Regions from separate parts of the Mus musculus genome. Here all the other regions are linked to region 1. Evidence: chromatin contacts called from public HiCAR-type and HiChIP or PLAC-seq data. All regions are on one chromosome and are shown on one strand. Each heading gives the region's core, a stretch centred on a gene start, on an enhancer-like site or on the middle of the called end of the contact. The rest is flanking DNA. Distances are from core to core; before and after follow the strand shown.

Region 1 (5,364 bases), core at 1,294-3,793:
GGCGTAAGTGTGTACTCAGTTGATGAGGAAAGGAAGGGGCTTGCTCGCCTTTAGGTTCGAAACCTTTTTGTCCATTCAGCACACCCAGTCCTGAAGTGAAACTGGCACAAGCTCACTGCCCCGACTCTCCAGGGCTTCTATTACAAAGCAAGGATCACTGTGTCTCTCAGTTATGAAGGGGGAGGGGCGCCATCTTATACATGTCAACACAAAAACAGTTCTCACCTTGGATGGGGAAAACACATAGTTTATTCTGGAGCCAAACAGGGGTGACTCTAGTGTGGGGACCGTCATCTGATTCCAGGAAAGAAAGAGGGTCTGGGGAGGCTGGAGGTTAAGGAGATTGTGATGAGCAGAGTTCAGATTAACCAGCACACAGGCGGTTAGGCAAGCAAGCACTCAGCTGTCTGCAAGCACCCAGGCACACACTGATGTCCGCAGGTCACACACAGACTGGTACGTAGGCTACACAGAGTTAGGCACACAGGCCTACAGACACACACACACACACAGGCCACACAGAGGTAAGCACACAGGCTGACAGACAGCCACAGAGAGATAGGTGCACAGACCTACAGGAACACAAACAGGCCACACAGTGGTAGGTGCACAGGCCTTACATACAAATGGACACACAGACCACACAAAGGCATGTACACAGGTATACAGACAGACATGCAGGTCACACAGAAGTAGACACACAGCAGAACTACACACACACACACACACACACACACACACACACGAGCCTACCAACAGACACACAGGACGACTGATGAAGGCTCAGGCCTCTGACCTCAAGGCTATATTTATAGAGTCCATACAACTTTGGCTGTCTGCCAGAGGTGGCTGTGTAACAGATGACATCACTGTTTACTTTTGGGTGACCAGGACAGCCAGCGACAGCCATTTTGTGCTGACTCAGAGTGACCCCTCAACCGCATGTTCAGCCTTAGCCACCCTTGCCTACATCAGCACCCTGTTCTTGAAACATAAACTGGCCCTTATGTCTTTCCATTCACAACACACATCTGGGAACATGGACTTAGGTCACCCCAATCTCACGTCCCATTGTGTCAGAGATTTCATGAAAAGAACAAGGAAAATTAAAAAAAAAAAAATCAAGAGCAGTTTAAAATACATCGGTGGAAATATCAAGTAGGGGTGGGGACTCGCTGTTGTAGGTACTACCTGGTGACATTCTGAAGTTTTGGGTTGGTGGAAGATAGGAGTCGATGAGGCTAATATAGCAAACGGTTTCTCCTGACAGTCACAAGGGGGCTAGGTTTGACAGTCACAGGGGGGCTAGGTTTGACTGACAGTCACAGGGGAGCTAGGTTTGACACAGAGGCAGGAACAGAATGATTAATAGGGGGCGCTAATGATAGCCCAAGACAAACCATTATTACACTCTAGACTTGCAACATTCCAACCTTCCCACAGTGGCTGCAGTTCTGATGAGCTAAGCAGCCTTGTGGAAGACTCAACGGGAGGTGGGGGTTCCTTCCAGAACATTCCTTCACAGATCCTTTCCTACGGTACCGACTTTGGACCTGTAGTCCTGGAAATCTCTGCTGATTTTCCATAGCTGTTTCCCCGCCCCCCTCCCCACCCCCTGTTTATCAGCTAGTAGCTTAAATGGCATTTCCTCAGAGAGGTCTTCATGACAGCTCTTTTTTTGTTTTTGTTTTTGTTTTTGTTTTTGTTTTGTTTTGTTTTGTTTTTGTTTTTCGAGACAGCGTTTCTCTGTGTAGCCCTGGCTGTCCTGGAACTCACTCCATAGACCAGGCTGGCCTCGAACTCAGAAATCCACCTGCCTCTGCCTCCCGAGTGCTGGGATTAAAGGCGTGCGCCACCACGCCTGGCTTCATGGTGGCCACTAATTGGCTCCTCCCTCTGTCCATCACTTTGTTATCTGACCCGATTTCTTATTTTTCTATATAACCTTTCCTGCGGATTCAGACATTCACATTAAAAAGATCTTTACTGGGAGGCAGAGGTGGGCGGATTTCTGAGTTCGAGGCCAGCCTGGTCTACAGAGTGAGTTCCAGGACAGCCAGGGCTACACAGAGAAACCCTGTCTCGAACCCCCCCCCCCCCCAAAAAAATCTTTACCTCTGTTTTATTGGAATGTTAGTTTTAAGAAGGCAGAGATGGTTAATTGGGTGTGGTGTGTGTAGATCTGAAGGGTAACATCAGGTTGGGCTGGCTCCGCAGAAAAGAATGCTTGCTGCGAAGCCTGGTGACTTGAGAGTTCGATCCCTGAGACCCACTTGGTGGAAGGCAAGAACTGAATCCTCCAATTTGTTCTGTGACCTACACACACACACACACACACACACACGCACGCACTAAATAAATAAATAAATGCAATAAAAACCGCTACATTAAAAAACGCGACCTTTTGCAATATGTATATAGCAGCCATTTAAAGCATGGCTTGCTTGGTACAAAGGTGCCAAAAACAAGGGATGTCGAAGCAGAGGGGCGTGGCTGCCCGGAACCTACAAGACGCGCTCCCGGAAGTCTCCAGGCCGACTACGGACACTTCCGGCGGATGGACAGTCCGTCCCCATTCTGGCAGCCCCTGGGTGCCGCGTCGGCCTGGGCGCGTCAAGCATGGACGACCACAACCTGGAGGAGTTCCGCCGGCACTGGCAGGAGGAGTTGGCGCAGTCACAGGCGCTGAGGCGACGGCGGCGGCTCGAGGCTGGGGAGCGGCGGTCGCCGCGAAGGCCCGAGGCGGGAGCGCGAGGCGAGCCGGCCTCGGGCTACCTGGGGCTGGCGCAGGGGCTGCTGGAGGGCGCGGGCCGACCCCCGGCGCCCAGGCCTGGCCGGGGAGGCGACAGGAAGGATACGTCCAGCCGATCGCGCTCACCCCCAGACCGCGACGCCACGGAGCCCGAGCCGCTGGTGGATCAGCTCATCCGCGACTTGGTGAGTGGCCGGGGACAAGATGTCTCTCCCTGTGGGCCCACCATCTATGGTGGGGAAAGTCGCGGACGCGGGCACAGCGGGAACCCTGAACACCCAGATGTCCCTGGAACGAGTGGTTCTCCTTCAGCAGCTTTGCCTGTAAACATCTTGAGGTGTTGACAGTAGGTGTGTGCGCATTCTTGGGTTTGTAAGAAGGTTGAGGAATGTTCGCAAACATCCAGGACACCCTTCCCCCCCCCCCCCCCCCGGCTAAAAAGAATCCGCCCATAAAGGACTACGTGTGAGTTGGAGAAATACTATTCTAGAAACGTCCCAAACCATGGAAGAAAGGTTGACTTCGGAGAGGAAGGTCAAGAAAAAGCAGAGGACGGAATTAATGTTCTTTTTTTTTTCTCTGTATTTTTTTATTTTCCTAACGTAACGTGTTATCTAAATTAAAAAAATAAACCATAAATCAGAAGAAACGAAAGGACTACGGCGAAGAAGAAACCTTTGGTCAGTATTTTTAGGAGGCTCTTAGCCTTTGGAGGGCATGTGTCCCTCGGAGAATCAGGAACCTCTTTCTCCGGCCTCATTGACCAAGTCGGGAGAATCAAATCAAGACCCCTCCTGACAAGATCCATGGCTCCCAGGTTAAGAGTTAGGTCAGAAGAGAAGGCTTTAATGGTTTCACTCAAACCAGGTTCAAAGAAAATTTCTACAGCCCAGTGGGGGGGATACTTGTCTGTAAGTGAAAGTTGTTTAGAGAAATGATGGGAAAGGGCTGGAGAGATGGCTCAGTAGCTAAGAGCGCAACAGGCTTTTCAGGAGTTGGGTTTCTAGTACCCGTGCCAGGTGGCTTACGACCTCTTGTAACTGTAGTTTAGGATATTTAATGGGTCTGGCTTCCATGGGCACTTGCACACACAATTACTCTCCCTGCAGACACGTAATTTTTAAAAAATGGTTAATTTTATGCAATGGAAAGTTTTATTTAAATGACACCAGTAGCTTCTATTTTGAGTTTTAAGGCCATCTTTCTTTTAAACAAGTGTCAGGTGCTCTGCCTTGATTCTAAGATGGCCATATATGAGGTAGATAACTATTTAACTATTTCCTTTTACATATGTTTTTGTTTGTTTGTTGTTTGTTTTGTTTGCAGTTTTCTCAGGATTACCCAACTGAGAAAATCTGGGGATTGAATTTGGATTCCTGTGTTTTAGCTTCACCAACTGAAGCTTGAGTCCAGTCCCGTCCCGTCCCGTGCCCCCCCCCCCCCCCCCCCCCCGCCTTGGTGTTGTGTAGGTTCCTGAGTCCTCTCAGACCTGCTAACCAGCAGCCCAGGGAAGTAGCTCCACCTCTGCTGCTGAGAACCTGTCAGGGTTTATATATTGTCAGCTGTGTAGCCGCTGTTGGCCCCTGTGCTGGCTAGTTTTTACGTCAGCTTGACACAAGCTTGAGTTACTGGAGAGGAGGGGGCCTCAACTGAGGAAGTGCCTCCATAGGCTTGATCTATAGGCAAACCTGTAGGGCGTTTTCTTAACTAGGGATTGGTGGGGGAGGGAATAGTTCACCGTGGGAGGAAACACCTGTGGCCTACTGGTCCTGGGCTCCATAAGGAAGCAGCACCTCTCCGTGGCCTCTGCAGCAGCTCCTGCCCCCAGGTTCCTATCCTGGCTTTCTGCAATGATGGACGATGATGTGGAAGTCTAAGCCAAATAAACTCTGTCCTCCCCACCCCCCACCCCCACTTGTTTAGGGTCATGGTGTTCATCACAGCAATTAAAAGCCTTGATTAAGATAGACCCTAAATCCTATACATGAGAGTTCCCATGCCTCACACTCAGGCAGCACCCCATATCAGAAATAAAGTGTCCTAAAGTGGAGGGATCTGGGGGGACGATCCAGGCCATACCAGAATCTCAAGTTTCATATGGATTTGGCAAAAGCCTTCCCTGTGTCCTGTCCCAGGGTTGAATGAGAGTAGGCTCCTCTGCCCAGTCAGAAGCACCACATTAGGCACTGTTCAGGTTTGTTTTGAGCAACAGCCAACTGCTGTACAGATTGAGAAGCAGTAGATCATTATGTGCTCAAGTAACTGGAGTTACAGCGGTTGAGCCATCTTACATGAGTGTTAGGAATAGAACTTGGGACCTTAACCATCAGGGTGTTGCTGTGTAGCTTAAACGGGCATCAGACTCTCATTTCTCTCTCCCTCTCCCTCTCCCTCTCCCTCTCCCTCTCCCCTCCCCCCTCCCTCTCTCCTTCTCTCTTTCTCCCCCTCCCTCCCCCTCCCTCTCTCTCTCTCTCTCTGTATGTGTGTGTGTGTGTGTGTGAGAGAGAGAGAGAGAGAGAGAGATCCTGCAGATGTCTTTGTGCTCAGCCTGCATGTGGAGATCAGAGGACAGCCCCAGATGTTTACCCTCAAACACCTCCACATTTTATTTG
Region 2 (5,364 bases), core at 1,570-4,069, 770 kb after region 1:
CAGCTGCTGCTCCAGTGTTGTGTCTGCCCGCTGCCTTGCTCCCAACTGTGACAGCCATGGAGTCACCCTCTGCAACTGTAATCAAGCTAAATGCTTTCTTTCTTTTTTTTTTTCCAGACCTGAGGACTGAACCCAGGGCCTTGTGCTTGCTAGGCAAGCGCTCTACCATTGAGCTAAATCCCCAACCCCACTAAATGGCTAAATGCTTTCTTATGCTAGTTGACTTGGCATGGTTTTTCTTCTTAGCAATAGAAAAGTAACCAAGACAGCCAAGCCTCCTAATCCTTTTCAAACAGTTCTACCAACTGGGGACAAAGTATTCAAGTAGATGAGCCTGTGGGGGCCACTCTCATGGAAACCACCACACCAACCCTTTCTTTCTTTTTTAAAAAGATTTATTTATTATGTGTACAGTGTTCCGCCTGCATGTATACCTACATGTCAGAAGGGGGCACCAGCTCCTATTCCAGATGGTTGTGAGCCACCATGTGGTTGCTGGGAATTGAACTCAGGGCCTCTGGAACAGCAGACAGTGCTCTTATGCTCTGAGCCATCTCTCCAGCCCAAAGTTTTGTTTGAGATGGAAAAAATATATATATATGAGAGAAAGAAAAGGTGAGCAGAGAGTGGCAGGAGGGAGGGAGTGTGGCATGTCCCCAATGTGTTAGCTATGTGGCTGTGTTGATCCCTCACAGCCATCCCTGTTATCAGTGTAGTGCACTGTGGCACTGTATCCTGTGCTTGCCACAGAGAGAAGTTATCATCAAAATCACCCCTGAGCCAAGTCAGGAGCATGGCATGTTAGTGATCTAAAGAACCAGTATTCACTCAAGTTGGCCTACAGAGGAAGCAGAGAGGCGGGGTACTGTCATCCTTGGAGTGCCATCTGATCTCCTTCTTCTGTGATGTGTTCTGTTTTGATTGAGACAGGGTCTCCTTTATTGCAGTGTTGATAAAAATCCCTTGTGTGCTGATAGCATTCCATGGGAGGGGGCATAAATGATGTCTACCCCTCCACCTAAGATTCCAGTGACAAACCGGGGCATGAGTCTACTGCCATACTTCATTTGGGGGAACCAATGAATTTATTGGGCTTCCTTACAGAGCATAGGTGAGGAGTACCTACAGGAGAGTGGGTTCTCCTTCCTCCAGAGATGGGATGGTACCAGAAAAGATTTGGCCAGTGGACAGCAGCTGGGCAGTGGTGGCACACGCCTTTGATCCCAGCACTTGGGAGGCAGAGGCAGGCAGATCTCTGAGTTCGAGGCCAGCCTAGAGAAAAAAAAAAAAAAAAAGATTTGGCCAACAGGGTAAGGGTTTTCCCATAGCTGCTTAGATAAAGACCTCTCTCCTAGTCTTTCTTAATCTGAGTACTCTAGTCTCCTCCCCCCACCCCTGCCCTCCAGGCAAGCCATGTGCAATTAAGGCAGAGTTGCACACAATAAATTATAGGGAGCCAGTGGATACTCAGGTGAGGGTCTTCCGTGAGGGGATGTAAACGGTCAAAAAGTCCAGCTAAGGTAATTCTTTTGTAAGTGGACACAGCTGAACTCCCCCAGATGGCAGCTGCTTGACTCCAAAGGTAGTTAAGTACACCACCAGGCTGGCCATGAGCTGGATATGCAGTCAAGGATGATCTTGCGATTCAAACGGCCAAGCTTGACAGCTAAGTTCGATTCCCAGGACGTCTGCATAAGAAAGAAGACCAACTCTTGAAAATTGATGCACATGGCCTCCACATGTGCAGCGAGGCACACACAAATTAATTAAAGTTAGTTTTCTTTCGAGTTTTTAAGACAGGGTCTCACTATGTAGCCCTAGCTGTCCTAGAGGCCACTCTGTAGACCTTGAACTCACAGAGATCCATCTGCTTCTGCCTCCCAAGTACTCGAATTAAAGGCATACCTGGCTCAAAGTAAAAGCTAAAGATGAAAATAAAATTGGTCACCAGGCAAACGGTGAAGCTCACATTTAATTAATCCCTGCACTTGGGAGGTAGAGGCAGGTGGATCTCTGGGTTTGAGGCTAACCTGGCCTACAGAGTGAGCTTCAGGATAGCCAAAGATACAGAGAGAAACCCTGTCTCAAAACTAATCAAATAAATAAATAAACAAACAAACAAATAAATAAATAAAATTGGTCTGTAATCCTCTTACTGTAGGAGAAAATGCATTTGTGTGTATAAAACACAAATGTTTGTATGTATTTATATGAATATATGTATGCATGTATGTGTATATATGTAACTGTATTTATGTGTATATATGATTGAATGTGTATGTTCTGTGTGTATATATATGTGTGTGATATACATGTATATGTGAGTATATATGTATGCATGTATGTATGTATGTATGCGTATTAACTGTGTATTTGTGTATACTTGTGTGTATGTATCTGTATGTGTATGTGAGTGCAGGCGTATATCTGTTTATATGTATGTGAATGGGGATGTATGTATATGTATATTTGTAACTGTGTGCATACCTGTATATGTACGTGTGTCTCTGTGTGTGTGTTGCTGGTTATGGAACCGAGGTTGCACTGACCACACACCTTGCTGCTCCTTGCGGCTTGCCCCTGCACTGACAGGATCGGGCCCTGGTGAGGCCCGCGGTGGCTCTGGCTTCAGCGCGCGGTCACCCTGGACCTCGTGCGAGGAGGCTGAGACAGCCGACTCAGGCGGTAACTCCGCTGCAGGCCGGCGCCTAGGGTTACCTAGCAACCAGCACCTTAGCAACGGGGAGGAGGCGGGCCGGGGGACGGAAGCCGGAAGCCGGAGGCGAAGCCTCGCGAGGGTTGGTTTGCGCGCGGACTCCGAGTGCGGCGGGTCAGTGGCAGGGACCCGCAGCATCTGTCAGTCATGACGGCGGCCGCGCCTTCGCAGCAGCGGCCCGCGGCGGCCCGGGCCCGGAACCTGCCCTGGTAGGAGCGGCCCCACATCCCGCTTCCCGCTCTTCCTCCTAGGAGCTTTGCAGATCCTTCCCCGCTCCCGGCCTTGGCGCCGCAGCCGCTCCTCCGCTTCCATACCTGAACGGGCTCTGAGCTCAGCTTAGCCATCCTCGGGGTCCTCGAGCATCGCCTCTGCGCTCCGATGACCCTAATAAATTGATCCTGGGTTTCTTTAGAAAGGTTCCGAGGACGGAGGAGTGGGTAGGCTTGGTTGGATTCGAACTCGTGTCCGAATTCAGCGCTTGCACTCTATCCCCTCTTTATTTGCGGGGGAGGGACCGTAGCAGCGCACCCTGGTGGAGGTCAGAGGACAACTTGCAGGGACCTGATCTTCCACCCAGGGCCCCAGCGCCTGCATTCTGAATGGCCCTACAGCACCTTAGCGGTGTTTTAAATGAAGCAAGCCTAGCCATGCTTTCATTTTCTTTTCTTCTGGTCTATCCTGAGGAGGAAGACTTGTCTCAGGCCACACGGTATTTAAATTCTCAGGACTGGAGTCACAGACCGTGTGGCCTTTTGAGTCTGGCTTCTCGAACTCAAGGGTTTTCTGTTCTGTAGCATGGTTCAGCACTCGATTCCCTCTTGAAAGCCACATCATAAGTGGATTGCCCGTTCTCTTGCTTATAGGTATTTGAGTATGAGTTCCGTTTGCGCAGTCTCAGCGCTGTTGGTGAGGGGCAAGGGGGAGCTGTCCTGCCCACTGGAGGATGTTAGCAACCTCCTGACTCCTACTCAACAGATGCTGCTAACACCCATTGCACAGTTAATACAGATAACTGGCCTGACCGATGTCCCCTGGGGGGACAGAACAACTCCTGGTTGTGAGAGCCAGTGCTCTGTTCAGACGCGAAGGGTTTCTCTTCCTCTGCTGCTTAGGATGTGAAGGGGCTTCTTTGCATGTAACAGAACATGGCTTGAGTATATAGATTGTAACTTAACGGTGAATCCTATTTCAGGGTTGAGAAGTACCGGCCACAGACCCTGGCCGATCTCATTTCTCACCAGGACATTCTGAGTACCAGTAAGTATCTGTCTGTTGCTGCTGTCCTTGTGGAGGGTTGGGTCCATTTCGTGATGACGATGTCTCTGCTGGGTGACCCTTAGAGGATGCTCTGAGCCTTTATAGAACCGGCCATGTGTCGCCTTCTCCATAGTGTACCAAACTGTCTCAAGATCTGTTTGGTTTTACTGTTTAGGTGTTTTGTTTACACATGAAAGTGTGTGCACCTTGTGTGCCTGGCTCCTCCAGAGGCCAGAAGAGGACCCTGGATCCTGTAGGCAGTTGTGAGCTGCTATGTAGGTGCTAGGAACCAAACCCAGATCCTCTGCAAGAGCACCCGGCTTAACTGAGGCACCTTCCCAATCCCCCCATGTCCCAAGAAGACAACACAGAAGAGGGATGGTTGATTTTGAAGAGGTTTTGGTTCACAGTGCTTGGCTCTGTTGACTCTAGACCCTTGGTGAGCACAACTTCGTGGCAGTGGGAGCACTCTGCTCCAAAGTGGACAGGAAGTAGAGAGCTAAAGGGGTGGGGGAGCAAGCAGTATGACCCTCAAAGGCACGAGTTTGGTGACCTGACTCCTCCAATGAGGCTGTGCCTCTAAACCAGTGGCTCTCAACCTTCCTAAAGATGTGGCCCTTTTAATACAGTTCCCCATGTTGTGGTGACCACCCCCCCCCACCATAAAATTATTTCATTGCTACTTAATAAATGGAATTTGGTACTGTTACAAATTATAATGTAAATAAATGTCTGATAGGCAGGGTATGTGTGCGATATGTAGCTCCTAAAAGTGTCGAGACAGGTTGAGAACTTCTGCTCTCAACTTAATAGACCCTCCCAAGATAGCTAGTGTGGAAGACAGATAGACAGACAGACAAACTGTGGTGTGACTTCAGGACTTCCCCTCCCTGTCTACTCCGACTAGGACACTGAAAAACTGAAGCATATCTGGATTTAGCATAACCAGGTCCTAAGGTGATTGTGTAGGACCCAGAGACTGACACATGTCACCCCTTCCTGTCCCTCAGTTCAGAAGTTCATCAGTGAAGACCGCCTGCCACACCTACTTCTCTATGGCCCTCCAGGGACAGGAAAGACATCCACCATCCTGGCCTGTGCCAAGCAACTGTACAAAGATAAAGAATTTGGCTCCATGGTCTTGGAGGTGAAGGAGACACTCTCACTCCACAACAGCTCAGACCTCCAGACACTTAACCTTTGTCCTTCTTTTATTCCCTGACCATCTGAGTCCTGGCTGTGTTTGACCAATGGGATCTTGTGTGTGTTTTGGGGGGAGTTGGGGGGTGTCAAAATGGGGGATACTGCTTAGACTTGCTAGGGCATTAACACCTGGCAGCCTCTACTTTCTGCGGGGCCAACTTAGAGGTTGTACCCTGCCCACACAGCCT
Region 3 (5,364 bases), core at 985-3,484, 610 kb before region 1:
CAAAATGAAAAATAAATAAACAGAATGCAGCTGTCCCCAGACCTCCTGTGTCTACACAGGTGTGCCATCAACTAAAACCCTCCTGACAGGCGGGGGAGGCAGAGGCCCCAGCACTAGATCCTGTCCTGGAGCTGGCTCTTAGTTGTGACACATCCCAGGTTATGAAGTATGGGAGACCCCCAGGCATCCACCATTGGCTAGAGGATTGCATTCAGAGGGCTGGACAGCCTGGTACTAAACAGAGGCTGAGAGCAGGCTCTTGTGCAAAAGGACGGTGTCTCTTCTCCTTGCCTCTTCAGCCACCAACAGCCGCCACTTCCCGGGGACTGCAGGCTGCACATATCACACATTGGCTCAAGTCACTGCTTATGGAAATTTCCAGGTCCTCGTGAGACACGTCAAGAAGTCACTGTGGCAATGAACACTGCAGGAGGAGCATGAGCCTGCTCAGAAGGCGTCACAGTGCGGGGTATAGGGAGTGCTCTAAAAAAGGCCGGGCATTTGCAGAGTGGAGCAGGCTCCCTGGCCAAGGCTGCAGGAGGAGCTGAGGCAGAGGGCAAGCGCTTCCCTTCCCGGTTAGAGCATGTTCATGATGGCATTGTACAGCTGCGTGAGCACCACGAAGTGGACGGGAAGGCAGGAAGTGCGGTCCTGGGTGGCTGGATTGCACGTGAGCCAGGATAGGGCGTTGTACTGCTCCAGCACAAACCTGCCAGGGAGAGCACAGAGGTCAGCTTCTGGGCCACAGGCTTGGGGTGTGTGGGGCCCACGTGGCCCACCCTGCGTCCCTGCACACCAGCATGGCCACCTCAGGGCCTCCAGGATCAGGAAGCCACTGAATGAAAACTGTTTCATGTTGGCTAGATGCCAAAATGAGAATATACTGATCATATTGAATTGTTCAGAATGTAATACTTTACTGACACTCGGCTTTCCAAGTTTCTCCATGTTATTCTGATGTGGTCACTGGAAAAAAATCAACAGGGATGGACAGGGCCTTGCTCTCTATGGCAGGTTAGCCTGATACTTTTGACCACAGCCTTAGTTGTCTGCCTGGGTGTGCATGGGTATCCTAGGTGTGCATGGTTGTACTTAACTTGCACAAGACCCTTGCTCTCTGTTCCATCAGAGACCCTGGGGGCCAAGTTGCTAGTGAGGCACCTGTCCATCGCCCATTTCCAAACCACAGTACATCAGAGAGCACCCAGAAAGGCTCAGCTCTCAAGGCACAGGATAGCTTCTGTCTGCTTGTTGTTTTGAAGATCCAGTCTTGGGTCTGGGGCAATATCTCAGCTAGTGACAGAAAGGCTGAGTGTGTGCCCCAGAACCCGTGTAAAGCAGTGAGCAACAGTGCACACTATAATCCAATAGCAGGAGGAGGGAAGGGGAGAGGAGGTGGACACAGGCCAATCTCAGGAGCACGGTGAGAGACAGGAAGAGACTGGCTGGCATCTGGCACGTGCATCCACATGCACACACATGCACATCCACACAGTGTCTCCGGAGCTCAGGCTGGACTCTGGGCTTGAACTCAGTAAGTAAGTAAGGATGACTTTCAACTCCTGGTTCTTTAGCCTTCTCTTTCAAGTTCTGGGATTACAGGCATGCACCATTAAATTTTATGCCCTGATGAAAACAGTGAAACAGAGTCCGTGCATCTGAGGTGCATTCCATAACAAAGAATTAGTGCTCTAGTCAATCGAACATACTTATCTGTGGCAGAGAAGGTCAAACTGAGTTTTCCATGCAGAGCCACTCCCAGGCTCTGCTCCCTAACCTTTGTTCTTCTGCCCAGGGCTGACACCTGCATCACCTCTTTGGAATAGGAAATGAAGTGTCCCTGCACCTCCTGTGTGGTGAACTGAGTGCACACACTGTGTGTCCCTGCACCGTGGGGAGAAGTGGACTCTGCTGCTCTGCACAAGCAGCAGTGTCTCTGAGCACCACCCTGTCCTGCACTCCTCAGGGGCAAGGAGGAAGGAGCGCCACTTTCCCACTCAGTCAGAGCTACCTTAGAACGTCAGATGTGGTCTTGGAGTCCAGAGGGTGTGGAGCCCGCTGAGAGGTCCTGGCAGGAAGGAGCTCATCGGTCTGCGCTACAGAGATGTGGTGATGCAGGGAAGCCTGGGGAAAGACCCGAGAACTTTGTTTCTTTCCAGGTGCAGAGCAGCACAGTGGAGAATGAGCGCGGCCCCAGCCCAGGCTCCGGCTCCTCAGTCATGCAGAGGCAGGCTGCTGTGTGCCTGAGTCCCAACTGCTGAGTCATCTCCTGGGACACACTACTGTCCTAGAGGTAAGCTCAACACTAGTTTCAGGGGCCTCTCTTTCTGGTCTAACCGACTTCATTTTGCTTCTTGAGAAAACAAGCTGACTGGTGTGTGTGCACTCAACAGCACACACGTGAGGTCAGAAGACAGCCTGGCGCACTGATCCCTGCCACCAGACGCACCCGGCCGGGGCTTGGGGGCTCTCTGACTGACTGGGCCATCTCACCAGCATACCTTGCTTCTAACACAACAGTCGAGCACATGAAACAGCAGTTCCTATGTAGTGCTGTATGCCCTGCCACCAAAGCTGGGACAGTGGCCACTATTTGTCACTTTCTTTTCAGTATTTTACCTTTGAAATATTTTAAAACAAACCAAATACTCTATCATTTCTCTTGTAAATTTAGGAAGTAATGCTTACAGATGAGAACCTTTAAGAACTGTATCGCGCGCGCACACTGAATGTGATTCCTTTGTATCAGCTAATGGGCTATATAGTCAAGTCTCTCTGATGTTCTCAAAACTTTCTCTTCCGTCCTCCAGCTATGGGCTAAGCTGCCGTGAGGGGTGTCGAGGCTCTGCAGTCTAGATGTGGCTCTTCATACTGTGGGGCTTCTCAACCCCTCTACCCTTCAGACCCCTCACAATCCCTACTGTCTGATCTGGAGATTTAATTGCAGGTGCACCTCCAGGGTGGGCAGGCAGAGGACCTCGAGGACAGGCAGGCAGGCGCATTCCACAAGGTGGGCACATAATCAGAGGACACAGAGGCGCTGACTGTCTGCTGTCCCAATACAGACAGAGACTAACCTCCACGAAGGAAACGGCCATTTCCTTCATGCTCAGCTGTCAGGTGAGCAAGGCGCTCCATCACAGCGTTCCGTGCCCGCCTGTGCCTGGTATCTCTGAGTAGAGTGACACACTACCGCCTGTTTGTCACCTCCTGTTTGGATACGACCCTAACAGTCCTGGGGACTCTCCCTGCTCTGCTGACTGACTAGGTGTCCCTCCTACACTGGAGTATTTCCCACAGGTTACTCCATGTCCCCTCCATGCCACACAAGAGTGGCTCACAGCTCTGCCCACTGAGACGACACCAGTGCTGCAGAGCTGGCTCAGCTGGCCCTTACTCACAGCACGGCATGCCGCTTCCCCTCATCTCTTGCTCCCGTCACTGGGCTGGCTTACTCTGTGGCAGGGTTGCTGTGCCCTTCAGCCTTGTTTCAGCTCACAAGTCATATGACCTCCCACCTCAGCCACCTTCACAGCCAGGCATGGGCATGATAAGTACCTACATCATTTCTCACATCTGCCAGCATCCAATGGCTGGAGGTGGGTATGCTGTGCCACAGGGGGAGCTCAGGGCTGTCATCACTCAGTTGACTCCCTTATAAGAGTCCTCTCCCCATGGCTCCCACCATGGTATACTCTCAAACCTCTCTCTCTTTCTGCCAAAAATGAGAAATGGATGCCCTCTGAGGCTCCTTTACACTCTGCACGTGTGGGCCTTGTTTTAAGGGCACAATCAATAAAAGCCATACAAGGAGGAAAACGCACAGATGTGAAAGGTTTGAATGGCCCTGGCTCTGCTCTATGGAGGACGGCTCCAGTATGCAGCCAGGTAGGACTGTGCTGTGGCTTCCTGGCAGTCATCAGTACCGACTAGGAGAGTCAGGTTGTGTGAACTCACTTCTTGACAGCAAGTCGGGGTCCCTTTTCTGAAGTCCACTCTTCTGTAACTAAAACCTCCTCAGACTTTAAGTGACAAGTGACACAGGAGCACAAAGAGCCTGGGTCAGCGAAGAGGAGATTTCTAGCTCCAACCAAATGAAAACACATGCCAGAGACTTGTCTTAAACCCCAGCGTGCATCTACCAACCTTCAGGAAGAGTGGGCACTGGTTCCGGGCCTGGGGGCACGATGACCAAAACCACTGCGGGAGGTTCTCCGCTTTGGCAGTGGACACAAAATACCCAAGGGCCAGGGGCTGCTGCTTGAGTTCCTCTGGAGCCTCCCGAGACAGAAGCCGCTCTCCCTGGCTCTGAAAAACAAGGCCCAAAGCACAATGAGCATCACCAGGCACTAACAGCAGCTTTCATCTTGACTATGCACACTAGTGACAGTCCCCTGCCTGCAGTACCTCCCACCAAAGCCCTTGGGGACTAAGCAATGTGACCTGGAATACACAGGTCTCTGCAGTGAAGTCAGGCATCTGACAAACACTATCGACCAGACAAAGGTTTTGGAAAAATGGATACAGTGATCCCAGAAGCACAAGGCACCCGCTCTGGAGCTGTGTGTCACTGCATGCTGAGATGGAAGACCCCAGCATCCTCAGGGGCATCTAGGACCCCTAGAGTGCACCTGCTCTCCATCATCACCTTCCCTGGATTAGAACTGAGCACCACAGCTCAGAGTCTGCAGGGAGCAATGCTCCTGCCACCCTGTGTGCTCGCTGTGTGGGAGTGCTGAGTGAGTGTGCTGTGAGTGAGTGTCGTGTGCCTCTCGGAGTCTTCTGTGCCTCTCTGCATCAAGCACTTCCCACCTGTCGGTGACTACTGAGATTTAAAAGGTGCCTTTAGTACAAGTAATGGTAAGTGGTCAGTTTGTCTTTAATGTCTCCTATGTAGAGAAAGAAAATGATCCTTATTAATTTACTACATCAAGTCCTATCAACTCTGATTCTGGATAGAGAAAAGTAAAATAAAATTATTCTGGCCAAAGATAAAAAGTGAAGTCAGGACACAGTAGAACACACACACACACATATCTGTGCACATAATCCTCAAACTCAGGAAGAAAGGTTAAGGCAGGAGGATCGGACTTGAAGGCAGCCAACTTGAGGCCTGCTGTGAAACAAAGACAAAGCCTTGACCTCCTGGTCCTGTGTGATGACTTAGCTAGGGATAAACAGTTCAGGAAGAAAAAACGCTCAAAGACTCTGGGAGGCTCCAGGCTGAGGGGCTCAGAACTGAAAGCATCAACAGCTGAGATCTTAGGAATGCTACAGTGAACCCAAGCAGTAAGCACATGACGGCGTCATGACGGGGTCACGGCGGGGTCACCACAGGCTGCCATGCACCAATCACGGGAATAT
Region 4 (5,364 bases), core at 1,607-4,106, 550 kb before region 1:
GTGCCTGCGCACGGGCACTGCTCTGGGGCCTACACTGCCAAAAACCCAGGGTCCTGGACCACAGAAGCTGCAGGCCAAGGAGGAAGAAAGAGTCCGTGTAAAGTCATTCAGAAAATCAGCACACATGTGCAGTGGAGGCCGAGGGCGGGTTATGCGGTCAAAGTCAAACAAGATGACATGCTCAAGAGTTCAGAGCGAAGGGAGCAGCAGCAAGAGAGCAAAGAGGGAGGCAGGCGGACTGGGCAGAGGCCAGAATCCAGAGCCACGTTGAATGTGTGGGGAAGAGAATGCTTAAGAGTGTTCATCTTATAAAGCAGCAGGCAGGAGAGGCTACGGAGTGTGCTGAGCAGAGCACACACTCAGCCTGTGAACCGTAAACAAAGGCATGGGGCCGACTTCAACTGAGGACTGCCATCCTCTGCATGGCTCTCTTCTCAACAGCACTGTGCACAGTGACACAAGGGACAGGCAGAGCAGTCCGAGGAAGAGGAAGTACCACTAGGGGGCAGCACTGGCGAGCAGAGCCCAGGTGAGGCACATCTGAAAGAGGCAGTAAGACAGAAATATGAAATTCAGGAATGAGGGCAGGGCAGGACACCAGCAGTAAGTCAGAGCCACATCGGAAGCCAGGTGAGAAACATGAGCCCTGTAGAGCAAGGAGAGCCCCTCCCTTGGGCTCTTCTCAGGAGGGAGAGCATGAGGAAGAACTCAGCTGTGTTCCTTGTGGTCCAACAGCACCCAGCCATGGGCAGAGAGAAGAAAGAAGCTAGTGAGATTCCCTTTCGTTTTCCTTGTCATTGTAGAAGGTGACTTCTCCATCCCTGTGTGCACAACTCCATCTGAAATTTACTAAACTTTAAGGCAAGTCAGACTCATCCATTCAGATATCTGTCTTTAAAGATTTTCTATTAAGTAAAATTTACTAAGATTAATAATTCAAAAACATTGAGAGCAATTAAAGTTTATAATCATAGACAATGTTGAAGTCAACTCACCTGAATAAACATCATTATTCTACTTAGCAATGGCACGGACCAACTCTGCTAACAGTAATGAAGCAGTAAATGAAAGAATCCTCCATCCCCTTTACACTGAGTTCAGACATGCCCTCCTGATTGTCATCTCCCTTCACCGTGCTGAGAACACTAAGTCTGTGGTGCGAGTTGGCTCTTTTCTAAAGACTAGATGTCACAAAGGCTCTCTGGCTTTCTACCAAGCAACTGGCAGTACCCAAATTCCATCACTCCAGTGAGCAAGCCATCAGGAAGGAACTGCTCAGAGCAGGAGAGAAGGCCACTCTATCCCGACTCAGTAACAGCTGAAAGCACAGCAAAGGGGATCAATGGGTGACCTCAACAAGTAGCCACGTGGCATGCCATTTAAAGCTGCACATGATGTGATGCTGCCATAGTCAGAAATGGACAAAGATAACCACTGAGATTTCTACAGCACAATGTCTTAAAAAACCTCAAGCAAGTGATCCCCCACACCTATGTGTGCATGCAAGTCTCGGGGAAAAAAAAAAAAAGACTCCACTCTGAAATGTGGGAGTCATGTTATTGGAAAACTCACACACGGCATGGGTCACAAATGCCCCTGAACCAACTACTTACTTGTTCTGCCACCCAGACTACTCTGTAACAGCGGGCCACACAAGAACCTCAACATAAACAATGTGAGTGGACACACTTCCTCTCCCTGCAAAGGACAAATGAGTACCGTTCCTCAGAGAGCAGCACACGCCTGGCTCAAGAGAAAAAGAGTTTTCTCTGGCTCTGGTATTCTTACAGCATGTATCCTCAGGAGCTCAGCCTTCCATGCAGCTGCCCAGGGGAGAAGGGCTCCATTAACCCAGTTCCTCTTTATCAATGTCCCACAGACTGAGAACTTTAGATCCCTGTTCAGTAACAATTGGCATCGATGCTCAGACTCTTCACAGGTGGAAGTTGCTAGAAAATCCAGTCTGTGAGCATTGCCCCAGATTCCTTGGACCCTGATGCTCGCTCCGCCCCATATCCTATTCCATCAGGACCACACCTAGTCCCCTCTGCACCACCAAGCACACAACAGAGTATAGTCCATAAAACCACAAAAAGCAATCAGAGGGAAAGGGTTAAAGCCATGACATGTATTAATTTATTCTATGCAATGCATTTGTAATTCTCCCACTTTCAGTCAAGATCACAGTACGGTTTAATAGTCTGGTTCAGGGACCAATTAATCCTTTTATGTTTAAATCAATCACCGAGCCTCTCCAAATGATTCAGCTTCTACATGCTGCCTCCCATCTGATGTCTTTGGGGAGAGAGCACAGTTAACACTGTGTGCCACATTAATCACATTTGCTAATAGAAGAAGAAATGCATTACAGAGTAGTCTCACACAAAACCAGAGTATGCACTAAGCCATGTTAGCATACAATGTCTATGTCTTTGTCTCCTTAATTAAAACAAGCTAACTCAACGTGGGCCAACAGCACACCCTTCCCCTGTCTTCTCATGAGGTATACATGTGTGCAAGCATTCATCCTGGCCTTGAGTAAAATACTTATCCAGGAACAAAACTATTGTCCTGGCTTGATGCTCGTGTTTGTAGACCCGTCTCTCCCATCCCACCCTGACAGGATGAGCTGACATGCAGACAGGGAGAGGAGGAGCGCAGAAAGGCAGAGATTTGATTCAAAGTGGCATGTGTTTGGCACTCTGCCATAAGGCTGTGTCCTTTTACTTGAACAACTCTAAAGTCTATTTAGTGGGGTTAATTCCACATGATATTCATGGGTAGTCTGAAGAGCCTTACCACTGCATGCAAAACAGATGCACACATTTCAGACTATTTTGCCTAGATAAACTTGCCAAGTCCTGCACTGAGCTCAGAACCACAATGCTCTTGTGAACGCCGCGTCTCCCTGTGAGGAGCTACAAAGGAGGCAGCTTTCTGCTTTGCACCTGGATCTCCACCAGAACGAGAGTAGACGACTTCATATTGTGGTGGCTACATCTTGAGTTACCAATGCCTGATTCAGGGTCAGAAATTTCAAAGCTAAAATACTTTGTTTTTAGTGGTCCATGAGTAAGTGGTGCTCTTTTTGTTTTTTAATTTAAGCAAGTAAATTTCTCTGAAGAGTCTATACATGAAAGCCCACAGTGCCCATCAGCTCTGCCCACCAGAGAGAGTGACTGCAAAGCGAATCCAAAGCCGACAAGATGAGCTGTCACAGAGAGGCTACTTCTCTGGACATGTGGAGCATGACAATGGGAGAATCTGGTCAACACTATACTCATGGAAGAGTCCTCATGTCAGGCCCTCCTCACTAATCCGCCCAGATCAAGACTGGATCAAGGAAATAGGTTCCTGTTTCAAAGCTCAATAAAACCAGACACCGCTAACAAGATCAAACAAGTGAACCCAATTTCATGATGGGAACCATGACCTCATCCTAGATATGAAGTCGTCATAACAAACCTCCAGTCACACAGCGTGTGGCTTCCTGGTGACTGACAAAGTGTGTGTGGTTAACATGGGTTTATTCTCTCTTCTTCCTGGTTCTCCCTTTAGAAGACGCTGTCAAATGCTATGTAAGATTTAGACGGACCAAGTGTGGAAGAATCCCTGCACATCATCACTACAAGGCTCCCACGCAAATCTCTAAGGAGTGCAATGCACGACAACGGATAAACCAACAAGCCCCTGTGTGGGTTAACTGAGATATAAGGAGCTCCTGCACGGGGACTCCCTCAGACAGCGAATCCCCAAGAGGGAAACGTACTGCTCTGAGCTCACTGTGAGGCAGTCTTGCAGAGCACAGCACTGCTGGAAGTTGGACTAGACAGTTCAGTAGTAGAAGAGGGATGTGTAGTGTCTGTGCAGCCCTGGGAGCAGTCCCTGACAACTCACCCACAGTGGGTCAGTGAGATGGCTGGGATAAAGACAACACAGCTGCCAAGCCTACCTACGCTGGGACCTATGTGTGGGAGACAACTCTTGCAAGCTGTCCTCTGACCTCCACACATAAGCTGTGCCATGTAAGCAGGTTCACACACAATGAATGAATGAATGAATGAATGAATGAATGAATGAATGATTTTAAACTGCTCAGAGGTCCGTTTGTATACAGGTTTATCTTTTCATAATAGGATATGCTATAACATACATGTCATTGCTTGTGAGAGCAAATACTCTCATTCAGTTTGGTATGAAGGCATCAGATTCACAAAAACAAAGCAAAATGGCAGAGTAGGCATTACGGAGACACTGCCTCACACTGCTGTATCCACAGCCCTTCAGGAAGCCCGGGCAAGGGAAGCACACACACTGGCTTATCTTCGCTCAGAGAAAAGAAATAACAATTGATTATTGCTTTATGTTTTTTTCTCTTTTTAAATATTTTTTATTAGGTATTTTCCTCATTTACATTTCCAATGCTATCCCAAAAGTCCAAACTAAGTATGGAGAAACCAGGGTCTGGAGAGATGGCTCGGAGGATCAGAGCTCATCTTGCTGAGCACCCAGGCTTGAATCTCAGCACCCACACTGTGGTCCACAGCCCGCTGTTAACACCAGTCCTGGAGGATATGGTGCCCCCTTCTGGCCTCTGCAGGCACTGCATGCAGGTGGCACAGAGATGCAGGCAAAACACCCACATATAATTAATAAAAAAAATCAAAATATGCAAAACTAAATAAAACAATCACAAAGGCCTTGGGAATCATTGCAACACCTAGTGAAACACCAGTCCATCAAGCCATTGAACACTTAACGTTACACAAAGCTACTGCTGGGAAGCCATTGCCAAGCAGGTATGATAGCTGCACAAACTGACACTGAGGAAGACTGGCCACCTCGGCACAGTCTGGATGGACATTCAATGCCTTTGTCCTTCATTCAAGTACTGTCCGGGTTAATGAGACTAATTTAACATCACCCAACAACCTCCATCGAGCCTTCAACATGCAGACCCTTTAGCAATGTATATGTGCAGCAGTACAAGACATTACCATGGACTAAATACACTGCTCTGACTCAGAAGGGACACGCCCCACTACAGGATTCTAACACCCAGAGTGTCGTTTACTCCCCTATGCATCGGGTATCTGAAAGCTTTTAAATGAAAGAGGAGGGAAAGCCTCCTCCTATCCAGTGAGGAGGGAGGGAAAGCCTGTTTCTATCCAGTACCCGCATAGGCCATCCCCAAAAGGAACTCTTTAAGGGGGACATGCATTACAAAGTCAACCTGTCAAGGCAGCTCCTTTACAGACTGTATGTCAACGCTGGGAGAGCAGGGACTGCCATGTGCTTCTGCGCTCAGGCTCTCCTGACCCAATGTGCCTGTCATTTAAACAGTACTAGCAACTTGACACCCTT

What was found. HiCAR-type assays count read pairs that join an accessible place to other places. HiChIP or PLAC-seq counts read pairs in DNA pulled down with a chosen protein or histone mark.
Region 2: a contact with region 1 is called in a HiCAR-type map of astrocytes, with 2.8 times the contacts expected there. The contact joins the promoter of Rfc5 here to the promoter of Fbxw8 in region 1. A contact is called at or near these places in 1 of 39 promoter capture datasets (liver) and 1 of 115 datasets of contacts at active chromatin or transcription factors (astrocytes).
Region 3: an H3K4me3 HiChIP or PLAC-seq map of embryonic stem cells shows a contact between it and region 1, with 6 times the contacts expected there. The contact joins the enhancer-like site here to the promoter of Fbxw8 in region 1. A contact is called at or near these places in 3 of 39 promoter capture datasets (cranial neural crest, neutrophils and second pharyngeal arch cranial neural crest), 1 of 484 Hi-C or Micro-C datasets (bone marrow-derived macrophages), 3 of 115 datasets of contacts at active chromatin or transcription factors (bone marrow-derived macrophages, embryonic stem cells and stem cell-derived neural progenitor cells) and 4 of 9 other capture datasets (adipose tissue, embryonic stem cells, liver and 1 more).
Region 4: an H3K4me3 HiChIP or PLAC-seq map of embryonic basal ganglia shows a contact between it and region 1, with 3 times the contacts expected there. The contact joins the enhancer-like site here to the promoter of Fbxw8 in region 1. A contact is called at or near these places in 4 of 39 promoter capture datasets (the 3T3-L1 cell line, cranial neural crest, frontonasal cranial neural crest and 1 more) and 4 of 115 datasets of contacts at active chromatin or transcription factors (bone marrow-derived macrophages, embryonic basal ganglia, embryonic midbrain and 1 more).

What each region holds. Positions count from the first base shown.
Region 1 is chr5:118,152,637-118,158,000 of GRCm38.p6, reverse strand. It overlaps Fbxw8 (F-box and WD-40 domain protein 8), which reads left to right and starts at 2,543. Exons shown (of 11, transcript NM_172721.2): 1 at 2,543-2,937. The coding sequence starts at 2,620.
Region 2 is chr5:117,386,478-117,391,841 of GRCm38.p6, reverse strand. It overlaps Rfc5 (replication factor C (activator 1) 5), which reads left to right and starts at 2,819. Exons shown (of 11, transcript NM_028128.1): 1 at 2,819-2,925; 2 at 3,909-3,973; 3 at 4,984-5,120. The coding sequence starts at 2,864. Gm15728 (predicted gene 15728) reads right to left here and starts at 2,720. Exons shown (of 2, transcript NR_166496.1): 1 at 2,557-2,720; 2 at 382-1,688.
Region 3 is chr5:118,758,046-118,763,409 of GRCm38.p6, reverse strand. It overlaps Med13l (mediator complex subunit 13-like), which reads right to left. Exons shown (of 31, transcript NM_172424.4): 29 at 4,147-4,308; 30 at 2,012-2,124; 31 at 1-709. The coding sequence ends at 577. Among named protein-coding and RNA genes, the nearest start is that of Gm42015, 83 kb to the left of the region's middle. Within about 2 kb of position 2,234, at least 17 of the 459 cell types and tissues checked have an H3K27ac peak or open chromatin away from gene starts, as enhancers often do. A contact at or near this core is called in embryonic stem cells, where this site is marked.
Region 4 is chr5:118,703,558-118,708,921 of GRCm38.p6, reverse strand. All of the region lies in intron 4 of Med13l (mediator complex subunit 13-like), which reads right to left. Among named protein-coding and RNA genes, the nearest start is that of Gm42015, 140 kb to the left of the region's middle. Within about 2 kb of position 2,856, at least 22 of the 459 cell types and tissues checked have an H3K27ac peak or open chromatin away from gene starts, as enhancers often do. A contact at or near this core is called in embryonic basal ganglia, where this site is marked.